Regions from separate parts of the Zea mays genome. Here regions 1 and 3 are each linked to region 2. Evidence: chromatin contacts called from public Hi-C data. All regions are on one chromosome and are shown on one strand. The core of a region is the stretch at or near the end of the contact, and the rest is flanking DNA. Distances in the headings are between cores, read along the strand shown.

The links. A called contact is a pair of places that touch in the nucleus more often than the background predicts.
Region 1: a Hi-C map of leaf shows a contact between it and region 2, with 1.8 times the contacts expected there. The contact joins the promoter of LOC103642374 here to the promoter of LOC542414 in region 2. A contact is called at or near these places in 3 of 25 Hi-C or Micro-C datasets (all in leaf).
Region 3: a Hi-C map of leaf shows a contact between it and region 2, with 2.0 times the contacts expected there. The contact joins the enhancer-like site here to the promoter of LOC542414 in region 2. A contact is called at or near these places in 3 of 25 Hi-C or Micro-C datasets (bundle sheath, ear and leaf).

Annotation. Positions count from the first base shown.
Region 1 is chr10:34,941,263-34,944,631 of Zm-B73-REFERENCE-NAM-5.0, reverse strand. LOC103642374 reads left to right here and starts at 1,324. Exons shown (of 9, transcript XM_035963245.1): 1 at 1,324-1,488; 2 at 3,313-3,351. The coding sequence starts at 1,324.
Region 2 is chr10:34,809,741-34,812,874 of Zm-B73-REFERENCE-NAM-5.0, reverse strand. LOC542414 (beta glucosidase 1) reads right to left here and starts at 1,485. Exons shown (of 12, transcript NM_001371627.1): 1 at 1,156-1,485; 2 at 855-924; 3 at 664-722. The coding sequence starts at 1,431.
Region 3 is chr10:34,992,639-34,995,759 of Zm-B73-REFERENCE-NAM-5.0, reverse strand. No RefSeq gene overlaps it. Among protein-coding and RNA genes, the nearest start is that of LOC103642374, 51 kb to the right of the region's middle. Within about 2 kb of position 1,694, at least 15 of the 20 cell types and tissues checked have an H3K27ac peak or open chromatin away from gene starts, as enhancers often do. A contact at or near this core is called in ear and leaf, where this site is marked.

The DNA of each region.
Region 1 (3,369 bases), core at 75-2,574, 130 kb before region 2:
GGCAAGTTGGCAACCTCTATCTCCTCTAAATCAATCAGGATCAGAGTCGACATCGTCTTCATCAAGTGCATGGTAACAATGATCCTATTAAGGGGGTTAGCTACTAACCCCGAATGATGGCAATGCGATCAACATTGACAAACCAGGTTTAAAGTGGCACAACGGAAGCATGGTGGGCCCTAACCCACAGGTCCTAGGGTTGTCAAGAAGTCAACTTAGCGTTCATATTGTCTCGTGACTCCAATAATAAGGATCAAGTTGTAACACCCAAGGTGTTACTATACGTAAACAACGATTATGGACGTAAGTAAGAAAGGTCGGGGTGAATAACGATTTCGATATTAATCCCATCTTCGATTACCAAGATTATTCGAGAAATCTCGTTTAGCTTAGAATTTAATCATCTCACAAAAAATCGAGTTTGGTGCCATTTTCATTTTGATAATCTACGCAATTACAAAGGGTTCGAGAAACTTTTGGATTATCGAATCTTGGTTTGCTGGCGAATTTTGAACTGTTCGGATCACACACGTAAGTGAATACGAAAATCAGAAGGCTTCAGATTTTATGTAAAATCTGGAACCCCGCGCTATCCGAAAAGAACAATGCGCTAGCATATTAAGTGGATCGTTCCTCTCAGCATGTGATCGTTGGCGTCTGATCAAATGATCGACTGACGGTGAGGATCGTAAAAATTAGACGGATCTAAATACAGTCTGAAATACCGAAGCCGAACTCCACAACTAAAGTGTTTAGTGCAAAATCCGTGTCTGGACAACGCACAGACTCTCGCCCAGGTAAATGATGTGTGACGTCGTTTCCAGAAAGGATCGCAATCTCGATGCCGCATCGATATCGCGCGTTTATTTCGTGATATGTCGAGTCGTGTGTCTGAATAAAAGTTATGCAGAGAATACGAATTCGGAAGTCCGACCCACTCGAATAATTTTTATCCCCAAACAAATTTATGTCGAACTCGACGAAGGAAGTTTTCGGAACAAATTATCAGTGCCGAAATCTGTTTAATTCGGTCTGTTGCTTTTCGCCTCGATCTAAAAAGGTGAATTAACGGTACGAATTCATCCGGCTCCCAAGTATTCGCCAAATCAAATTGTGTCCAATTATTGTTATCAATCTCGTTTGATTGGACCCATTTTACATCGCTAAAAATCGTGATTCAAAAATATCTGCGATTTTTGGTTTAAAAAAAGAGAAAAGAAGAGAAATTGAGAAAAATTTGAAAAATATCTCAGCCGCAAGGATTTTTTCACGCGCAGCCTCCGTCTTTATCTTCTCCTGTAGCAATCTCTCTCCCTGCTCGCAATGTTTATCTCTTGCGCGCTCCTCTTCTTCCTCCCTGGCGCTCGGTCGCTTCTCTCTGGTCTCCACGCGCACCGCGTCCAGCTCCCTCCTCCAGCTGTGTCTGCTGCTCGCCCCAGCCTGGAGCTTCGCTCGGCTTCCAACTCCGGCGCCCGGCCGAGCTCCCTGGTACCGCGCCCCTACTTCTCCTTCTTCCCTGCCGCGTGCTGAGCGCTCTGCTCCCTAGCGCGGCCCTGCTTTCCCAAGCCAAGTCCCTCTTTCTCTCTCTGGTCTATGTGCCGCGCGTCCTGGCCAAGCTCCCAGCTCAGCGCCCAGCTTCTCTGCTTCCTGACGCGCGCGCCCAGCTGAGTCTGACCCCGTCGTGAGCTCGCCCCTGGCGCTCAGCTTCCCGTCCAGCCGCGTGCTCCTCCCTGTGCCCCAGCTCGGCAACAGCTATAAGCTCCCTGGAACCAGCGTCTCGTCGAGCCCCGCCGCACGTCCTGTTTCCTTCTCACCCATGGAAGCTACGCCCAGCCTTAATCCCCGTCGCGCCGTGCTCCTCCCTCTGTCCCTGCTGCGCGCGTCGAGCTCTGGTGATTTTCCTCCGCGCCCTGTTCCTTGCTTGCCCCTGTGCCGTCACTCAGCTCGCCATGGAGGTTGTCCGCCATGGTACTCTGCATCCCGAGCTCCCTGCGCCGGATCCCTTTCCATGCGTGTCGCGCAAGCTCCTCTGTTGGGCTCGCCAGCCTCCGTTGTCCTATCCACGCCAGCACGCGACTGTGGTCGTGTTCATCGAGTTCGCCAACACTCTGTTGCCGATTCGACTATCGTCGCTGTTGCGTGCCTCACTGCGTGCTCGCCGGGGTGTCGTCTATTGTATTCTTACACTCGCCTTGCCGCTTGTGCCAACTTCGGCCATCGCGACGTCTGCTCCATCCCGGCACCCTGCTCTTGTGCTTGCACTACAAGAAACTGATAAATGTTCGTGGGTAAAATTAAGAACGTGGGTACTTGAGTTAAGTTCATAGGTTAAGTTAAGAACGTGGGTACCCACGTTCTTAAGTTAAGTTCGTAGGCCCTGGATAAAACCGTCGAACTTAACGAGTTAGGAACGTGGGTACCCACGTTTTTAAGTTAAGTTCGTCGGGCTTGTGGACACCGTCGAACTTTAGAAGTTGTTTGGTCGACTGTTTTTCGCCCGTGATCCATTTGCACCGTGATTTGGTCCCGTTGTTCTGCGTTTGGTTGGGCCGACCCGTTTCCAATAGCGTCATGACCGGATACGGACCCGTAGCGTCTGATTACCGCTCCCTGCACTGCGTGAATCGATCCCGCTCCCCACGCCGCCTCGTGTGACCGGAGGACGAGAGCCCTAGCTGCAAGACGACCGCCGCCCTGCAAGGACCTTCGACGACGTGCTCATCGCCGGTGAGGACCACCTCTTCCTCTCTCCTCTCCCCTCTCTCACACCTTCTCCATCTCCCTGTTGTTCAATACCACCACCGATGGGGTCGCTGGGTCGCCGGGACGCCGGATCTCGGAGTGGAGGGCGCCAGCAGGACGAATGCCAGGGAGGGGGCCTCCGTCACGACGAGCTTTGACAGGCTCCACAACCCGCCGACGGCCAGAATCTCGCTCCGCCACCGCGGCTACAGGGCCTTCGTGTCCGTCCCGGGGGTAGCAGCCAAGGGTGATGTACAAGTTGGAACTTCACTTGTACTGGCCACTGCACATGGTGTATCACAATACAACAGATCCCTTCTATAGAATCACCTGATATAAGCGTCCAAACCAATCACCCTTCTCTAGAATCGTCTTGCTTAGTCCAAGAGAATACAACAGATCCATTACAGAAATTCACTGCTACTACTCAAGATTATTTGCTCCAGATCTATTACTCAAGATTATTTGCCAGATCATCTTTTGCAGCTCCCAATCTCAGGTCTTAATGTATTTTTGGATTACTGTGAAGTTGCAAGAGTACAATCTCAAGTCTTATTGTATCTTTTGCAGCTCCCACTCTTTATCACTTTATATGGTTGGAGCCTGGAGGTAGTCTTCGGCCTCAAA
Region 2 (3,134 bases), core at 236-2,735:
GGTAGCAATAATATATATTCGCAGACATTTTTAGTTAGAAGTGCGTATACATCAACAGTTATTTTGCTCGAAAAGGATCTCCACGATACGAAATATATTCTTCTATAACCATTTTTACATGTTTAAGAGAGTTAACTGCAAACAAACATTATGTCAGCTGGTTACCCAAAATTTCATCCTATTTCACACAAGAAAAGGACAACCTTTCCAACCGAGATCCAAAATTTTAGCTTAGAATAATAAGCAGAAAATATTTCCTGCGCAAGGAAATAGTTCATGTCCGACCTAATATTAATTTGAAAACTGTGGACTCCTTTGTTTTTTTTTCAGGTTTGTAATAGACTAATAACATAATATTTAAAACTTCCATAAGAAATATTATATGTTATATTGTTCTATAATCATTTTTACATCTTGGATGTTGTCAATGATGATTAGCTTCATGTTGGAGAGCTCCATGGCGGTCCAACAACAGGCCAAATTACAGATCATGAGCTCCATGGGCAAAGAAATTTTTCCCGCGGCGGGGCTGCTGCCTGTTTCGGATCCAGGCGGCCGAATATTTGGGTAAAAGAAAAATGGGATCTGAAACTGCCCGAAACTCATATTGCAAAATTAAAGGTGTCTCCGCTCCGAATTCCTACGGGCCGGGAGTGGACTTACTTTGTACATATGGTACGAATTCGCTCCAATGTCTGAATTGCTCCCGTCCAGTATCCTTTCTATTGATATGCACATGAAAGAGGCATAAAAAAATAAGGAAATAAACAAGGATATAACGTATGATGTTATTAATTATGAACAAACAAAAACAAGCTAATTAATCAAAGCTGGGGTATATATATGAACCTTACCCGGATGATTGTGGCAGAAGTGATCCCAGTTGCTTTCCCCCTTTCCATCTTCATTCCAAGCACCTTCAATCTACCAAGATATATCATTTCACTTTAGCATGTATCAAACAATTAATTAATTAGCTAGAATACAATACGTTTCGCGCGCGTGCGCACACACACATATATCAACTCCTTTTTGGTTTAGGTATATATATAAATCAGCTGCCATTATGTAACAGTGAACTACAGTAGTTTCTTTTCATATATGTATATATCTAACAGAGACGTAATAAACAACATTCGCGCTAGAAAATTATACTTGGTACGCTGAAGTGGCGGCACCGAAGGTGAAGTCAGAGGGGAACCAGTCCCTTTGTGGGATTTCCGAGGGGCTCAACATTTGGACTCCATTTTGGCTGCCTACTCTTGCAGATCGTGTAGTAAAGCTAAGGTTACACCTTCGCTTGCTGCTCTGTGGAGAAGAAGACGGCAGGTGGTGCCGTGAGAAACTCTCATTGTTGGGTCCTACTAGGTGGCTCCTAAGGCCAGGATGGGCTGCAGCGTGGTTCATGGCAGCAGCGAGAAGCGGAGCCATTTTCCCCCCCTTTGCTAGCTAGCTAGAACTAGAGCTTTGAGCTGCTTGTGAAGTGTGTAGACCAAGTGGAGCTGATGCATCTATTTATAGACGAGCTGGCTAGCTAGGATTGCTAAATGGTTGCCCAATAGTTTATCACTCCATGTCTCTGATACACGTACGTAAGTCGCCAAAGATGCTTCCTGGAAACTTATTATATCTCATATATAAATAATGTGTGAATCATTTTTTTAAAGATAATGTAAGATACAGATGTGATGTGTTATGAACTAATTAAGTAAATGCAAGTGGTGCAAGTGGTGGGCTGGGGCGCTCAGCCCGCCCCGCGTTTGCACGAGCCGCGACAGATAAGGACGCATCGTATGCATGTGGGGCGGCGACGGGTCAGCTCTTCTTCCCACGGTAGAACGAGCCGCGAGAGAGCAATTGCGGACGCATGCAATGATAGTATATTATTATATCACTGTTAAGAAAACGATACATAGATGTACCACGTTTAATTTCTTCCCAGCGGCGTTAAAATTAAAAAGAACGGCTACCACCTTTACAAATATAGTCAACGGATCCAATGACTACCTAACACCGTTCACATACACGGACTAGCTAGCTAGAGTTGGACGTCTTTAAAAAAATCATCTCCACAGATACGGCCAAGAACAACTGCGCCTTAAAAATAGGCAATTGATCAATAGAAAAGATTAGGATGGAGGTAGCCGTGTTATTCAGGGATAAACTTAGTGTTAATGTGTCGAGCATGGGACAATCCTATGGAAAGGATTATGACTATACCGATTTGACACCGCGCCATATCCATAATGACTAAAATATCGGATTTCTTCATTTTTTTTGTCAACGTGGTAAAACACTACCGGAATTGCAGGCTTTGCCGAATGCCGGCAGCTTTGCCGAGTGCCTTTTGTCGGGCACTCGGCAAAGGCGACTTTGCCGAGAGCCACTCGGTAAACTCCTGCTCTCGGTAACGAGCTGGTTTACCGAGTGCAGGACACTCGGCACAGGAGAACTCTCGGCAAAGATCTCTTTGCCGAGTGTCAAACACTCGACAACGGTGGCGCTCGACAAAGGATCGTCAGCGGCCGTCCTAAAGCTAACGGTCGTCAGCCTTTGCCGAGGGCCGATGGTTGGCACTCGGCAAAGAACTCTTTGCCGAGTGTCTTCCTTGGACACTCGGCAAAGCATATTTTTATTTTTTAGATTTTGTCTCCCAAACTTTTTGTGGTATATTCCTGCACTATGTAAACCTACATGTATCATTTGTGGACAATTATAACAGAGTTTTCAATCGTTAGTAGATTTAATTCGTTTATTTGAATTTCTCCGGAAAATCCAGATTTGAACTGCAGGTCACTCGAAACTTGAAAAACCGTTCATGCAAAAATGATATTCATGTTACTTAGCATAAGTTACGACCGATTTCAGGAGCGGACCAGAAACTTCGAGCAACATGCTCACTAAACATGGCCGTGAACTTGCCATCTACATGTTTAAAAATTATATAAAATACAAACAAAGTCAGAAAATCATGAAACTTGTCCACGTGTCATGATATCATATGTACAGGCTGTAATAAAAATTTTGAAAATGTTTCGAGAAAGCTGTGATAAAATTTGAAAATCATGAAACTTGTCCACTTATCCACATGTCATGATATCATATGTACTCGAAATTTGAAAATGATCACTAAA
Region 3 (3,121 bases), core at 445-2,944, 180 kb before region 2:
AACAATATATAAACTATCATTTACTTTATTATGAGGTATGAGCATCTAATTAAGTCATTTTGACATTATTAGAAAAGTTATATGACATATTTCTATTGTAAAGCATATAATTATGGATACATAAATATGAGACTAAATAAGTTTTATGTGAAAGGATAATAAATAATTATCATTCTGTTACGAAAACACTTAACGATAGGCCATCATTTTAAAGATATGAACACCAATTCTATTATTTTAGTATCTTTCGAAAACTCTATTCTTTCTATGAATAAGCAATTTATATACGCACATGCATAAAACTTCAATACAAAACTAAATTATACTTTATGGACGAATATAATTACTTATCTTTTATTTTATTGTGAAACATACGGTCTACATTGTCTTTTAAATTTCTATTTAAGAAGACTATACTTAAAAATATATAATGAACATTGTTAAATTATGAAAACATGACATCTATTGGGGGTCATTTTAATAAATTTTTTTGTATAACAACCATAGTTCAAATTAAATTATAAAAATAAGTGAACTGTTGGAAACACTAAGTAAATTCTTATCCCATAATTATGAAACTAACAAACCATTTCTAATTTATTTGGGGTTTAAATGTACATTTTATAATAAACTATAACATGGTTCTACACATAAATAAAGGTAGACTAGAAGGGGTTCTACACAACAAAATATAAATTAATGAAATATATAAATTGTTGCAACACTAATTTAAGTGTTTAGCACAAATTTATTAAGTTCAACGAAACAACATTTAATTTTATTGGATTTCAATTACGTAGTACATATTTAAAATAGGAAACTATCGCAGGGCTAGATCGAAATTAAAGGGATAGACTGAGGAATAGATCAGAAAATGGTGTTTCTACCTTTGGCAACGCGAGGGAGTAGGAGAGCATGTCGACATCACGTAGGGGCAGATAACTGGTGACGACGATGATGAGCGCAGGCGACGACGCTCAGCACGAGTACGGTGGTGACACAAGAGTCTCCGGCTTCGATGACGGCATGACGACATGAATAAGGGATCGACGCAGTGAACTGGTGAGGCGACAGACTAAGAGCGTGAAGCTGCGCTAGCTGTGGAGAAAGGGAGTTCGTCTTGGACAGGTTTATAACACGAGCACGGGAGGCCGAGAGGCACTCGCCGCGTGGCAAAGAACAGCCGGGGAACGTCCAAATCGAAGCACGACGCAAGCTGGCGCCGTGGTGAGTTTGAGCAGCAAGCAAGTAGAACGTGGCGACGAGTGGTAGTGGAGCTAGCGGCGTCCAGAACGTGGGGAAGAGAAGAACGGCGCGAGTTTTATAGGCGAGGGAGTAGAGTGGTTTGCGGCCAAATTCAATACTCCATTGATGTGGATTGAAGGACAGCGTTACCTGCTCGAAGAAACAGTCACGGTCATTAATGGAGATGGAGCACGGTGGAAGAAACGGTCGGCACATGGGAGAGAGGAGGGAAAAGGCCGTCCACGACAGTTAATGGCGGGGAGGGAAGTTAATGAGGGAGGGACGGCGGCGCGCTCGGCTGAAGGGGTGCTCGACGCAGAATTGGACGACGATGGCTTCGGCATGCTGCGTCCATCCAGGGAAGAACGAACGAATGGCTTGAAGAGGATACAGACTTACAGCTGGGGTCCACGTGTAAGTGAAAAAGAAAGAGTAATAGAGAATGACGAGTGGGCCCTAGAGGGATGAGAGGGAGAGGATAAGCGACTGGGCACTTGTTTGGCCGATCGGATGGGATGGGGTTTCTTTGAAATTCTTTTCTCTCTTTATAATTTTAATATATATATCCAATAAATTAAAATAAATACAAAAATAAAATACCTATTTGCCAAATAATAATTTTGGGGGTAAATTTTTATTTATTAAATAAAAGGGGTTTCACGTGAAGAGATAAATCAATTTTTTTTACAACTACCTACAAACGAACATTATTAATATATCAAAAAAATGCATATTCCAAAAAAATTAATTTTAACAAATCATTTTTGTTTTATAAAATAAGATTTTCTTCACAAGATCAAATCACTAAAAATTCAAATCAATCAAAACATATGTTTCAACATGAATGTATCAATCAATTGGTAAAATTTTATCTATTCAAGAAATTGCTTGATTTAATTATATCACTATTCCATCATTTGAAAACGTCAATATTTTTCTTTTCTACTAGAAATTAATAATATAAATTGTGTCACTTATAGTTGATGGATTTAGGCTGTTACATTGATGCCATCCAAGTTAATACCTCCTTCGACCGTTCCCTCTTAAAGACGTTATTTTTAAATTAGAATCATAACAACCCAACAGCTCTGAATGCATCTTAGTTGTAGGTTAATTTACTATATACTTACTTGGCAGTATTCTGGACCAAGAGATAGAGAACCTATAAGCGTCCATGCCCATTTCCTTAAGCAATCTGACATCCGTCTGCACATTAAAAAATGCTGATATAAATAATGGTGACAATATATATTATCAGACATGTTTAGTTAGAAGTGCATATACATTAACAACTTGTTTTGGATAGAACAAGATCTCCACAATACAAATTATATTATTTTACAAGCATATTTACATGTTTAACAGAGTCAAATGAAAGCAAACATTATGTCAGCTGGTTACCCAAAAATTCAATGTTGTGAAGCCCTTTGTATTTTACAGCTCTATAACAAACTAATAACATAATATTTAAAACTTTCATAAAAAATGTAATGTTATTTCGTGTTCCAAGAATATTTGTGTCTCGGATACTCTATGATGAGGAGCTTCATGGTGGGGAGCTCCATGGCCGATTTGCCGACCGACCAAACAACAAACCAAATTACAATCTACTAGTATATAAGCCCATGGTAATGTTACGGTCCCAGAAAGTAGAGGGGAGAGATCGACGACAGCGACGATAGACTGAGGGGAGGAGTTGGCAGCAGTGGTGGCGCGCCACGCGGGAGGGTGAGGGGAGGTTGGAGGCAGCTAGGTCGTGGAAAGGGTGGAAGATTGATCCAAATAATATTATCCATTGGATTTTTGAGTGAGAAAAGGAGAGATCGTTATCTAGTGATCGGAACCGTTGGTTTGATAGTGTGTCATGTCTGGGTGT